Regions from separate parts of the Mus musculus genome. Here all the other regions are linked to region 2. A link is a contact called in public HiChIP or PLAC-seq and Micro-C data. All regions are on one chromosome and are shown on one strand. The core of a region is the stretch at or near the end of the contact, and the rest is flanking DNA. Distances in the headings are between cores, read along the strand shown.

What was found. Hi-C and Micro-C count contacts between places; a contact is called where the count stands out from the background. HiChIP or PLAC-seq counts read pairs in DNA pulled down with a chosen protein or histone mark.
Region 1: a Micro-C map of embryonic stem cells shows a contact between it and region 2, with 1.6 times the contacts expected there. The contact joins the promoter of Tmem213 here to the promoter of Zc3hav1l in region 2. A contact is called at or near these places in 3 of 39 promoter capture datasets (3T3-L1-derived adipocytes, embryonic stem cells and liver), 1 of 484 Hi-C or Micro-C datasets (embryonic stem cells) and 4 of 115 datasets of contacts at active chromatin or transcription factors (all in embryonic stem cells).
Region 3: a contact with region 2 is called in an H3K27ac HiChIP or PLAC-seq map of extraembryonic endoderm stem cells. The contact joins the enhancer-like site here to the promoter of Zc3hav1l in region 2. A contact is called at or near these places in 7 of 39 promoter capture datasets (the C10 cell line, Sertoli cells, cranial neural crest and 2 more), 14 of 484 Hi-C or Micro-C datasets (the 3T3-L1 cell line, the Ba/F3 cell line, the C10 cell line and 6 more), 10 of 115 datasets of contacts at active chromatin or transcription factors (SST interneurons, craniofacial prominence, embryonic basal ganglia and 6 more) and 2 of 9 other capture datasets (embryonic stem cells and pancreatic islet).
Region 4: an HNF4G HiChIP or PLAC-seq map of pancreatic cancer cells shows a contact between it and region 2. The contact joins the enhancer-like site here to the promoter of Zc3hav1l in region 2. A contact is called at or near these places in 4 of 39 promoter capture datasets (the 3T3-L1 cell line, the C10 cell line and embryonic stem cells), 1 of 484 Hi-C or Micro-C datasets (embryonic stem cells), 4 of 115 datasets of contacts at active chromatin or transcription factors (embryonic stem cells, extraembryonic endoderm stem cells, large pre-B cells and 1 more) and 1 of 9 other capture datasets (embryonic stem cells).

Annotation. Positions count from the first base shown.
Region 1 is chr6:38,107,746-38,110,983 of GRCm38.p6, reverse strand. It overlaps Tmem213 (transmembrane protein 213), which reads right to left and starts at 1,631. Exons shown (of 3, transcript NM_029921.1): 1 at 1,429-1,631. The coding sequence starts at 1,573. All of the region lies in intron 1 of Atp6v0a4 (ATPase, H+ transporting, lysosomal V0 subunit A4), which reads left to right.
Region 2 is chr6:38,297,898-38,300,821 of GRCm38.p6, reverse strand. Zc3hav1l (zinc finger CCCH-type, antiviral 1-like) reads left to right here and starts at 1,563. Exons shown (of 4, transcript NM_172467.3): 1 at 1,563-1,958; 2 at 2,735-2,870. The coding sequence starts at 1,582.
Region 3 is chr6:38,142,945-38,146,001 of GRCm38.p6, reverse strand. All of the region lies in intron 15 of D630045J12Rik (RIKEN cDNA D630045J12 gene), which reads left to right. It overlaps Gm52858 (a long non-coding RNA gene), which reads right to left. Exons shown (of 3, transcript XR_003956278.1): 2 at 2,727-3,057; 3 at 1-581. Among named protein-coding and RNA genes, the nearest start is that of Gm52858, 4.4 kb to the right of the region's middle. Within about 2 kb of position 1,716, at least 101 of the 459 cell types and tissues checked have an H3K27ac peak or open chromatin away from gene starts, as enhancers often do. A contact at or near this core is called in embryonic fibroblasts, embryonic stem cells, extraembryonic endoderm stem cells and 4 more, where this site is marked.
Region 4 is chr6:38,070,911-38,073,759 of GRCm38.p6, reverse strand. It overlaps Atp6v0a4 (ATPase, H+ transporting, lysosomal V0 subunit A4), which reads left to right. Exons shown (of 21, transcript NM_080467.3): 13 at 1,754-1,911. Among named protein-coding and RNA genes, the nearest start is that of Svopl, 25 kb to the right of the region's middle. Within about 2 kb of position 1,444, at least 35 of the 459 cell types and tissues checked have an H3K27ac peak or open chromatin away from gene starts, as enhancers often do. A contact at or near this core is called in extraembryonic endoderm stem cells and pancreatic cancer cells, where this site is marked.

The DNA.
Region 1 (3,238 bases), core at 382-2,881, 190 kb after region 2:
CAATCCCAGTCCCGCCATCCCGCCTAAAGTATGCTAATAACCTTGATACAATCTGACTAGTGTTGTAAATCATTTACATAGTTTAGAGTGGAGCCCAGTTTTGGAGAAACTGATTCCTGGACATTAGAAATTCCCTTCAAAACCAAGTCATGTCATTAGCTTGTCTCTCCACCTAGGGTGGGAGTATTCTCAGGACAGAGTAAATGAATGGGGGGAAAATTAACGAGATGCCAGTATTAGCTTGAATCCTGTGAGGTTGCGATTCTTAGAGGTCAAAACTCTCTTTTTATCAGGGGCTTTATATTTGAATATCACCCTTCAGTGTTCTAAGAACCAACCAGGGATTGGTGAACTAGGGGAGACCCAAAAGGCACTGTCATGGTAAACAGAAGAAGAACAACCATAAAACCTCGCCCCCTCAATGTATCAGTATGTGGTTGATAAATTGATAATAATCATAGCTGCTGGCATTAACTGTGTGCTTGTTTTGTTGTAAATTATTTACAAGCTGTGACTCATCTCCTCTTTACAAAATAAATCACAAACCACCCTTGACTCCCCAGTGTTATAAACAAGGAATCTGGGGCACAGAGAGGTAAAGTAATTTGCTCAAGATCACACAGCTAATAAGCAAGATGAGGAGAGAGGCGTCAAGGTTCTGTAGCTCTGAAGGGTCCCAAGAGCCTTCTGACAGTTCCTAGACTAGAGACTCAGGATGACAGAGTATTGAGAAGGGTGTGCCAGGGAGTGGGGTCACTCCAAGGAAGCTTGAGACAAGGTCAGTGCCAGGATCAGGAGAGACGAAGCCAGACTGCTAGATGCTCAGGTGTAGAACCCAGCTAGGAAAGCTAAGCCTCTTCCCATGTGAGAAAAGAAACTACCCAGGGTGAGAAACTGTGCTGTGCTTCTGATGCCAGCCCTGAGGAGGCGCAGGGAGGGGGAGGGGTAGGAGGAGGTTAGAGAGCCGAGGTAGCAGCGGTCCAGTTTCAAATTGGCCCGGGCAGTCCGGGTTGGAAGGAGCCTCTGCGGCGGTGCTAAGGGGAGGTGAGGGTCCATCCTGAGGGAGCCTTGGAAGAGCTATGGGAAATAGCAGGGGAGCCAGCCGTACCCCTTTCTACAAGTTTGGTCCCCTGATGAGTGAGATGCCTGCTGGCAAATTGGCAAATTTGTTTGTTGTGTTTTGTTTTGTGGCAAGGGTCAACAGGGGTGATTGCTGCTGTCCTACCAAAGGAATTGATTGCCAGGAACCCAAGACGCCCCCAGCTGACTCCCACCCCTGCCGGCTCTGTTTCTAATCCTCCAGGGAAGGGACTCCCGTTTCCTCTTTCCTCTGGGCAGGACCAACCCTGGCCAAGGAATCCTCCCCTTCCCTGAGTCCTGCCCTCCCCTTTCCAAGGTGGCCAAGAACTAGCTCAGAACTACTGTTACCTGTACCGCAGGATAAGTGGAAGGAGGTGAGGACCAGGCTGAAGAGGAGGGCGGCCTGCGGGGCAGAGGTGAGGTGCCCAGGGTTTCGGAGGAAGACACCTGACTGGGCCATGTTGCTGCAGAGGTGCCCTGGGGTGGAGAACATGTGTCCTGTGTGTGCTGGGTTTGAGGTGACTCCTGTCCTGCAGGAACTGGGAGTCTGTTCAGTGTTTGGGGGTAAAGAAAGAAGGTGGAGCCAGGTGAAATGCCTGTCACACCTGCCTCTGTAACTGTGGCTGGGGGAGGGGAGGGGCAATCCCGGCCTCCTTCCCTGAGACAAGAGTTCCCATTGAGGAAGAGGGAGGCGATTCCCTTAGACCTGCACTTGCTGTTGCTTCAGCTGCAGGCATAGTGTAGATTCTCTAAATCAATTACTTATTGATTTGAGTAATTATCAATTATTTATTGCTTACCTGCAGCTGTGTGCACTGAACTATGCTATAACCTGCAAACACCCCAGCTTAGCGTGTTGGCATTACAGAAACCCAAGATCCTGAGCAACCTGGGAAGTGATTGCATGACTAAGGACTCTGGGCATCAGCAACAAGAGTCCAGTCACCTCTGCTGATGAGACACTTTAGGGAGCAAAATGACATTCAGACAGGGCCTTGAGGAATGCATAGGATTTTGACAGGTGGAGAGGAGAAAGAGGCCCTGCAGTAGGAAACTCCTTTGAAGCCCACTGTGACCCTGACATAGATAAATTTGGTCCCACTCTGGATAGGGAGATTTGTGCCTGTGTCAGGAAGCAAGAGGGAGGCTGTGTGAAGGTCCTGAACTGAGTAGTGGCAATCTGTGACTGCTGCTTTTAGCCTAAATGTTTGACTGACAGTATTCTTAAGTGTCCTTACCTAAGGCAGTACATTCCAAGAACTCAAGTGGATGCTTGAAACCATGAATACTGCTGGAATACACGCGCATGCATTGCACGTACGCACTTTCCTAGAAATGCATACCTATGGTAACGTTTAATTTATGGTTATAGTAAGATTACTAACACAACTAATAATTAAGCAGCAATTATAACAATGTATTATGTACTATTTAAAACTTAGGAATGCCTGGTTGTGGTAGTGGTGGTAGAGCATGCTTTTGATCTCGGCATGCCTGAAAGAGAGATGGATCTCTGAGTTTGAGAGCAGCCTGGTTTACAGAGTGAGTTCCAGGGCAGCCAGGGCTACACAGAGAAACTCTGTCTCCAAGAACAAAATAGTGGGTGCTGGAGGAATGGCTTAGTGGTTAAGAGTACTAATTGTTCTTCCAGAGGACCTGGGTTCAATCCCCAGCACACAATGGCAGTTCACAACTGTTTGTAACTCCAGTCCCAGGGTATCTGACACCAATACACATGAAATAAAATTTTTAAAAAGGAGTCTTGCTTATAAATACAACAATAATAACAATTTAGGAATTGCTTCTGGAATTTTCCACTTAATATGAACAGCGTATAACTGAGGCCAAGTAACTGAAATCTCAGGAAGTGAAAGCGGAGAAGAGGGAGCTGACATCGGTGTGTTGCATCGGTGTGTTCCACACTCAACCCTGAGGGTGAAAAGCGCCCAGGAGCGCCATTTGAGACTCTGAGGTAACAGACATGGTTTCTGTCCTTGAGGAGCGCACACTCCATCAGAGACCAAGCAAGGAAGAACTTGAATGCAGTATGGAAAGACAGTAATGGAAAGAGGGGAGGGATAGTGGTTATTTTGGAGCGGGGGGGGGGGGGGGGGGGGCGGGCAGGGGAGGAGCATACAGAGGAAGTGACGTCTAGCTG
Region 2 (2,924 bases), core at 314-2,813:
CTGAAGGCAAACAGGAGAAAACTTGTTTCAGAGCCTACCCTCACAGTGACACACTTCCTCCAACAAGGCTACACCTACCCAACAAGCCGCATCTCCTAATAATGCCACTCCCTGGGCCAAGCAAATTCAAATTACCATACCCCTATATGATATCAGGCCTCTAGCATTTAAAAACTCTCTGAAAAGATGGCAGAATTTCAAATTTTTTCACGGTACTCATTCAGACTTTTAATCTGGAATGAATTACAATCCAGAATTCTGAAATTGAATATATTTCTAAGGGCAAGGTCTTTGGCTGAGTCGGGATCTCACCCATTTGGTTAGTCTAGCCAATTAGCTGCCCCTGTGGATCCTGCCACTGCCTACCAAGTGCTTGCATTACAAGTGGCCCCCACATCTTCCTGTATTTGTATAGGATCTGGGCATTCAAATTCCAGCCTCACACTTGTCTAGTAAGTGTTTTATCCACTGGGCTGTCTTCCCAGTCCATCTATTCTGTAACATACAGAATCAGTCTTATTAAACTTCTGGATACACTTGCTTACAACATCAGTGCCCTTGAAGTAAAATTCTTCCCTATCTCTATCTTGCTTGAACGTCTCTTCTCTCTGTGTGCATGTGGTTTTCATTCCTCTCTAACCCCTTTCTCAACTTGAATCTTTCTTTTTTCAGTTGTATCTTAGGTCGGCTTCTCTCAGAGGCAAACAGAGAAGGATTGTTTGAGAGCAGACCCTTTACAAGGTAATCCCAAGGAACCACTTCTCAGTTTACATTTTCGGCTGGGCTCCCTGGTAAGCAGATAAGGATTCCATGTAAACCGTTTCTTAGTAGGGAGGGAACACAGGGAAAGGCAGGTTCTACAGGAGCAACAGGGTTCTTTTCCATTAAGGAATCATAGCGACGAAACCATAGAATATCTCTCGACCACTCCGTAGAGGAATAATACGCTAGGAATTTGTCCATTGTTAGGAAGGAAAATCCTTTTAGGTTTAGTGGGTGTTTATGTATATTGTCACCAATTTGACAATAGGAAAAATGTTTATTTATAAGCTGACAGAGAAAAATCAACAATATCATGGCTCAATCCCATCTGAGGCATGGAGCTGATTGATCAGTATTATGGTGTGTGTTCAATAAACCATCCCTATCTGACTGAAATCGGGGTTTGTGTAAGCTCGTGGGGCGACTCATGGACCCCAACACTTAGGAAGTTTTTACCCACTGTGCTGGTTCCTTACTAGGTTTTTTGAGACAGGGTGTCATGTAGTCCAGGCTAGCCTCCAACTCCCCTTTGCAAAGGACGCTGGCCTTGATCTCGGCCTTTTCTTGCCCCCACCTCCCAGGTGCTAGCTAACATTCCAGGCGCGCGCCCCCAGGCTGGGAGAACCACTTCAGCAGTTTACATTCTTTGCAGCCCTCCCTGTTATCCGGTATCTGCCAGGAACCCAGGAGCCAGGAATGTTGCAGGGGCTCAGGCCCTGCCTTCTGAGGCCCGGCCCCCTACAGCTCGCAGGCTCCGGTCGGGGCCGCGGCGGGGAGGAGCCTGGAGGCCCCGGGCTGGCGGGGACGCGCTGGCGGGCCATGGCGGACCTCACTCTGTGCGCGTTCCTCACCAAGGTGCTGTGTGCTCACGGCGGCCGCATGTTCCTGCAGGACCTGCGCGGCCACGTGGAGCTGTCGGAGGCGAAGCTGCGGGCCGTGCTGCGGCGCGCGGGTCCAGAGCGCTTCCTGCTGCAGGAGGTGGAGCTGCGCGACGGCCCGTGGGACGCAGAGGCCGAGGTGGCGGCGGGCGAGGGCGCGGGCGCGGGCTCAGGCGGCGGCGCCACGGCCTGCAGGGTGATGGCCGTGTCCTCCGCGCGCCTCTGCGCCCGCTACCAGCGCGGGGAGTGTCAGGGCTGCGACCAGCTGCACTTGTGTCGCCGCCACATGCTGGGCAAGTGCCCCCACCGCGACTGCTGGTGAGGGGCGGAGTCCTCAGTGTCCAGCGGGGCAGTGGGTGCGGGCGGGCGGGATGCGCCTTCCGGATGCTTCTCGGCGAGCCTGGGTGGGATGGGACAAAGGCCTTCGCGCTGGCCGCCCTGTGCACCTAGTCGCCGAGAGAAATAATATGGAAGGTCTCTCCACTGAGGTTTATTATTCACCCCCCCCCCGCCCCCCAATTTGCTGTCCCTGTCCCAGGATGCTAGGATGTTCCACAACAGCAGCCCGGTTGAATCCGTGTTGCCACTTTTGAATTCACTTATGCCAAATGCCGCTTGAGGGACACCTGGGGGCTTTATGGCCCGCGGAACTTCTGTTCCCTTCTCTCCCTCCTTCCATAACCACAGCCCTTTCGCGCTTAAAAATCTGGTGTCCAATCGCAGGAAACTGGTGGCAGGATGGGGTGAGGGCATAGTGCTGCATAGCCCAAGCCCAGTGCTTTGCAGCAATCCGGGAAGCTTTCTAGTGCTTTCTTTGTAGTGTTGGTGGACAAAGAGAGGCCAGCAGCTGTTGTTGGCCTGAAGATTACGTTTTAGTCTTTACAAAAACAGATAAGTAATCTCAAAAAAGCCTGAGGGTAGGGTACTCACAGAACAGGGAAATGACCCCTGGAAGCTGAGTTGCCTCAATCCGAATTGTTTTATTAGTACTTGGGGAATTCACTTGTGAAGTGGAAATGCCCTAGGCAGAGTTAGACCCACCAGCCTCTTCCCTCTTCTTGACCCGGCCTCCTGACTGCTTTGAACTCTTCTAGGTCTACCTGTTCTCTGTCCCATGATATCCACACACCTATCAACGTCCAAGTCCTGAAAAGCCGGGGGCTTTTTGGCCTCAATGAAGGGCAGCTGCGAATCCTGCTTTTGCAGAACGACCCCTGCCTTTTCCCAGAGGTGAGTCCTTGAGAAGTCGCCATCCTACCATCAACTGTGGCAAGGCTTTCTCTC
Region 3 (3,057 bases), core at 467-2,966, 150 kb after region 2:
CAGGAAGCAACAGGCTCCTCCCTGGGAGCTCGGGGAGCTCTGAAGCCTCACTTGACCCCTGTCACCCCCTCCCGAGGGTTCTTGTGAGCAGTCGCTGCTAACTACAGATGCCCCTGTAGAGCAAAGGAGCAAGCAGTTTCTCTTCCTTTCTCTGAATTTAGGTCCCCCTGACCAGGGAGGAAACACACACACACACACACACACACACACACAGAGTCACTCCAGCTTTTCTGGCAACAGATGGGTGTTCCTGTTCTGCTGGAAGCATATGTCCTAACACTCCAAACACTGGTGGTGGTACGCTCAGTGTGTAGAAACTGTACTCGTAGTCTTAGTATAGTCACCTGGTCCTTTCATAGGCCTAGTAATGGACACCGCATTCCCTCCTTCCCCACACAGCCTTTGCTAGCAGCCTGGGCTTGGCTTCTCGGAGGAGCCAGCAGTTGATGCTTGTTTTCCAGCCTCCAACTGAGTTCTCTGTAGGGAGGGAGGTTGGTTTTCCTTGGACTCTTCCTTTGTCTTCATTGATGACCAGCGCAGGCTTTCCTCATGGTGTCCTGGACCCTCCTTTTGGGTTTAACCTAATTTGGGGGAATACAATCTTGTTATGTTGCCCAGGCTAGCCTCAGATTACTAGCTCAAGCAATCTCCTACTGGGAAGGCAGATGGAAGCCGTGGGGCCTGGCTTGGATCGCCCTTTGTTTTCTCCATTTTCTCCTTTCACAGAAAGTACAAGGGTTTCCTCAGAGGATTTCCTACTTTGCCTCCAGGGCTGCCTTTCCAAAGATTCCCTGCTCAGAAAATCCTCCCTAGATGTCCTTAACTTTTTACTCTCCCTAAAATTCTGTGATGTGTGTTTTAAAAATAATGCCTTTCTCAGAGTTTACCTTTCACTAGCTAGATTTTCTTTTACCTTTAAGACCATATGTGTACTACATAGTTTGAAATTATCTGGAATTTTCCATTTTTCCTCTCAAAATAACCTCTCCTTGAGGGCTGTCTCCCCAAATCCTCAACCCTGTCTGCTTATGCAGTCATCTCTCAGGTTTAGGCCCGGAAGACTTCTGCCCTCAGGCTACATCCAGCCTGCTGCTGTTTTGGTCAACACTGGGCCTTTTTGTAAGACTGCCACACCCTTGCTTGCATGCTGTCTTTGGCTGCTTTTTGAGTTGGGTTGTGACCAACTTTTTATGACTTGAAGAACCTAAAATATTTATTGTCTGGCTCTTGACTGAAAGTTTTTGTTGGCTCCAGGCCTGCCGGTGCCTATGCACAGCCCCAGCCGCTTGGGAGGCGGCAGCCAAGCCGCTGGCTTGAGCTCAGGAGTTTGGAGAGAGAGAGAGAGAGAGAGAGAGAGAGAGAGAGAGAGAGAGAGAGAGGCTCTGTCTCCTTAAAACAACATCAGCAACAAAAGCTGCAAGGTTGTTGAGCCCTTACTGTCATTTAGTGTCCAAAGTAGATGCTCCTGGAAGGGAAAGGAAGTTCTCTTAATGATTAAACCAGGGCAGCAGGCACACAGCTAAACCAGGATGTCAAGCCAGTCTTTTAAGAGCCCACTAAGGACTGCAAAATAGCCACTGCAGGACATGACCTACGATGTCGTCTGAAGAATGACAGGAGCAGGAATCTGTTGTAAAATGCTGTCCTCTGGGCATGACATGACCATGGCCATTTGAGATCAGAGCAGCTGTGTTTTTCCTGAGCATCTCAGGAGCAGGCCCAGGAAACTCAAGGCCCCTCCCTTAGGATTAATCATTGCCAGGATGAAAATTTTCCTGCTGTCAGGCGGTTGCCCATGCGCCTTTAAGCCTCACTTCTGTAAAGAAATCCAAGTTAAACTTGGCTCACCAAGCTACACTTAAGGAGGACTGCTTGTGGTTTTGGTACCCCGTCTGGGATGAGCTGGTGGCTGTCCGCGTCTGAATGAATGGGCCCTGAAGCAGAATGGGGTCAGCAGACCTGAATTCAAGAGAGTAGACTTTAAGTTCTAACCCAAGCTTCCTTAGGAAACCTTAAGTCCATGGGTTTGCGTTTGTTGAGTTCCGTCCCCACGTGAAGCACATCGCCAAAGGGTGGGATGTGGGAAAGGGACGCTTGACTTTCAAATTCTCAAGAGGCAACAAGGAGACAGAGGCGTGGGAAGTTCTGACCTGTGGCTCTCTGTTGGTTTTCTGGTAGGTTTTCTGTGCCAGTGGGAACCCAAAGGAACCACCCTTCCTTCCCAGCCTGAACCTGTCTGTCCTGCTCCAAAAATTAAACTGTCTCTGTCTTTCCTTCTTTAAAGTGTGACCAGGAAGGATGAGAAGGGAGGGGCCTAGAGTATTGGGACTCTGACGTTTAGGCGCGCACACACACAGGGTTTAAAATAAATCTTTAGCTGGGCATGGTACTGTATGCCTTTAATACCAGCACTGACTACAGAGACAGGGGGATCACTGTGTGTTCAAGGCGCCAGCTTGGTCTGCATAGGAAGATCCAGGCCAGTGAGAGACTCTGTCTCAGTAAATTAAATGAAAAAGAGGGAAGATTGGGGGGGGGGTGGAATGCCACCTTGTTTCTCTGATTCTTATCTCTTAAATAGTGGGGACAGGACATTAAACTTTTCTTAATTACTCAGATACCTTTATTTTAGAGACATGGTTTCTGACTATTTGTTAGTCTTTACTATTGTGAACAGTTTTTAAATGGGTACTGAATTCTTTCTACACACACATAGTCTGTTCTACCTTTGGTTTTCACAGCCACAGAAAGTTGCCTGGGTCTCCTTAGTGTGTTTACTTGGAAGTCTGATTTGTGGCTGCTTAGGCTTCTCAGTGAAGATGTCCTTCCCCGGGTCTGACATCTATTTTACGGTTGAGTTTTACAGAAAAGAAGTTGTGAAGTATTCTCATTGGGTTTTTCTCAGTTGACATCTTTGCCTCATATAAAACATGATGCCTATTAAGAGAGATGACTTTTAATTCTTATGACAAACCCTTTCCCACAAAGTAGGACCATTTTTAAATTCCACTCTGCCCCAGAATTTAGCTTCACACTCCACCCCATGCCCCACGGAAG
Region 4 (2,849 bases), core at 195-2,694, 230 kb after region 2:
CATATGTGGCATGTACTCACACAGATGCACACATAAGAAATAACTGTAAGAATCAATCTTTTTAAACATATGCATGTGATTGTCACTATAAGGAATAACATATATTTATAAAAATAACTCGATTCAACAAAAACTCTTAATCAGTGTGGGGTTTCTTGCTGTAGTGAACACATCTTTTTTCTTTTTCTTTTTGTGACATTATAAGACGTTGGCTTTTACTTTTTAAATTTTATTGATTTGTTTATTTATTTATATCCTTTTGAGACAGAGTCTCATCTATCCACACGTGGCTTCAAGCTCACTGTATAGTCAAGGGTAACTCTTTACTTCTGAGCTTCCTGCTTCTACTTATGGAGATCTGAGATTGCAGGCATACACTGCTATGCCAGGTTTATGTTGCATGCTAAACAAACTCAAAGCAGTGATTTTTGTTGATGGTTGAGGGTATTGGGGAACAAACCCAGGGCCTTGTGTGTGCCAAGCCCTATTATACCTGTTACATCATCATCGTCATCACCATCATCATTATCACCACTACCACCATCATCACCATCATAATTATCACCACCATTATTATCATATTATTATTGACAGGATCTCACTATATAATCGGAGCTAGTCTCAAACTCACAGAGATCTGCTTACTTCTTCCTCTGGAACGCTGGAATTAAATCTAGCCTCCTCTTAATATTTTAAAAACTTTCTTTACTCTGATTATAAAAGCAATATGTGGTAATTGTGTCAGATTACAGTCCAGAAACCTAGAGAAAGATCTTGATGAATGCTTTTGAATATATTTCCATTCTGTGTGTTTGTGCTTGTCTACAAATATGTACTTTTCAAAAATTGCCATCGAGAATCACACATTATTTGTAACTTCCTTTAAAACCTATCATATAGTACCATGAATATTTTGTTCATGGCAGAACTTTTAAGAAACCCCAAGGAGTCCTGGATATTAATGGTACCTCACTTCTCACTGACTTTGGCATGGTCTCCTTCCATAGTATTGTGAATATAGAGGCCCCCGGATGCCTGTGTTGGTTAATGGCAGATAAGCTCTTGGTCATACACTTGACAGAGTGGAGCCATGCCCTTAGCTATGTTCCAGACTATAAGAATGGCTACAGACCTCTGGCACATACTGGGTTGGTTAGAAGGAGTGCCGTGATGTCACTGTGAGTTAATCATAAGCCTGGCCAGTCTTGTGACCAATTCAGTCTTCCATGACAAGTTTAACAGAGGTCATTTTCCTTGGAGGACATTTAAAATTGCAAACGGACTTGTCATCAGCTCTTAGAATGAATGATATCCACAGCCAGCACCCCAGGAAGCTGCTTTCCCTAGCAGATGTGACAGATAGAAGCCCAACTGTGCTTTGTCTCTGTGAAGACAAAGCCCCAAAGGCATACAGACCTGTGATGATAGGACAGAGGCCAGCGCAGGGCCTGTCTCCTGGAGGTGCTGGAGACCACAGCATGCCAGCTCACTTAGTAGATGAGGCCTCAGTGTGCACAGCCATGCATTCTGTGGAAAGAGAGAATGTGAGGCTTACATGCTTTTGTTTGCACAGTGAATAAATGCCCAGGGTTCTCTAGCTGACCTACATAAGCTCGTGTGTGTAGGAATATGATGTCTGCCTTAGTCATGTCATCTCTCCCCCACACTACCGATGCTGGACATATCCCATGTCTCTCTCCCCTCCTGTATCACTTCAGAGCCCACTGACACTCACCCTTTTTTCCTGGACCAGATGTGGAACATCTTCTTCAATGGGCGCTATTTGATCCTGCTCATGGGTATCTTCTCCATCTACACCGGCTTGATCTACAACGACTGTTTCTCCAAATCTTTTAACATCTTTGGCTCCTCTTGGAGTGTCCAGCCTATGTTCAGAAACGGCACGTGGAAGTAAGTTTATAGCCTGCTAGGGCATGCTTGCAGGCCATCCAAAGACTGCAGGGCTCATGGCTCTGACCACAGCTGCCCCTGAAATTTTACCCAATAAGCTAATCTTTTAAAAAAAATTATTTATTAGTATTTTACATGTATGGATGTTTTACCTACATGCACATATATGTACAATATGTTCATGCAGCAGAGGACAGAAGAGGGCTTTGAATCCCCTGGAACTGCAGTTATAGCTAGCTTTTCTGAGCTGCTGTTTGGTTGCTGGGAATAGAATTCAGGTCTTCTGCAAGAGCAAGTACTTTTAACTGCTAGGCCAGCTCCGCAGTCCCTGTAGCCATTTTATCTACTTTGTGCAATAGATAAAAATAGATAACCCAGTAGCTGAACTGGTTGTGGTAGAGAGATAGCTTGTCCAATTCCAGCTCAATTAAATGCATGTTGAGGAGGGTGTGCCACGCAGCAGGCTCTGTGAAAATAGGTGGTATGGCACTTAGAAACTGAGCATCCCGGAAGGAGCTTCGTACCCAAGAGGGTGAGGTTGGCCATGGGCTTTGCTCTTGTGTGGAGATTTGCTAGCCAGGGATTTAGGAGTGAAGACTTGGCGTTAAAAAGGCAGGCATGGGTGATGAAGTATACAGACCCTCAGCTTTCAGTGTTGCTGCCCCCCCCCCACCACCACCCTCACCCGCCACACGAAGCAGGGCATTTCTTAGGCTGCTCAGGAAAGCAGGAGTTCAGTATTAAGAGCAAGGAGGAGATCATGAGTTTGCATTGCCAGCATCCTGGATTGCTTGTGGCTGACAGAGTCAGCATGGTGGGTGGAGGGTCTGAGAAGACAGTTGAATGGAAGCAGGGGCCTAGAAGCTCTCTAAGGCCACAATCTGTTCCTCCCATGTACCTTCCACAGCTGTTTGAGCAGCTAGTCAGACTGGAAGTAT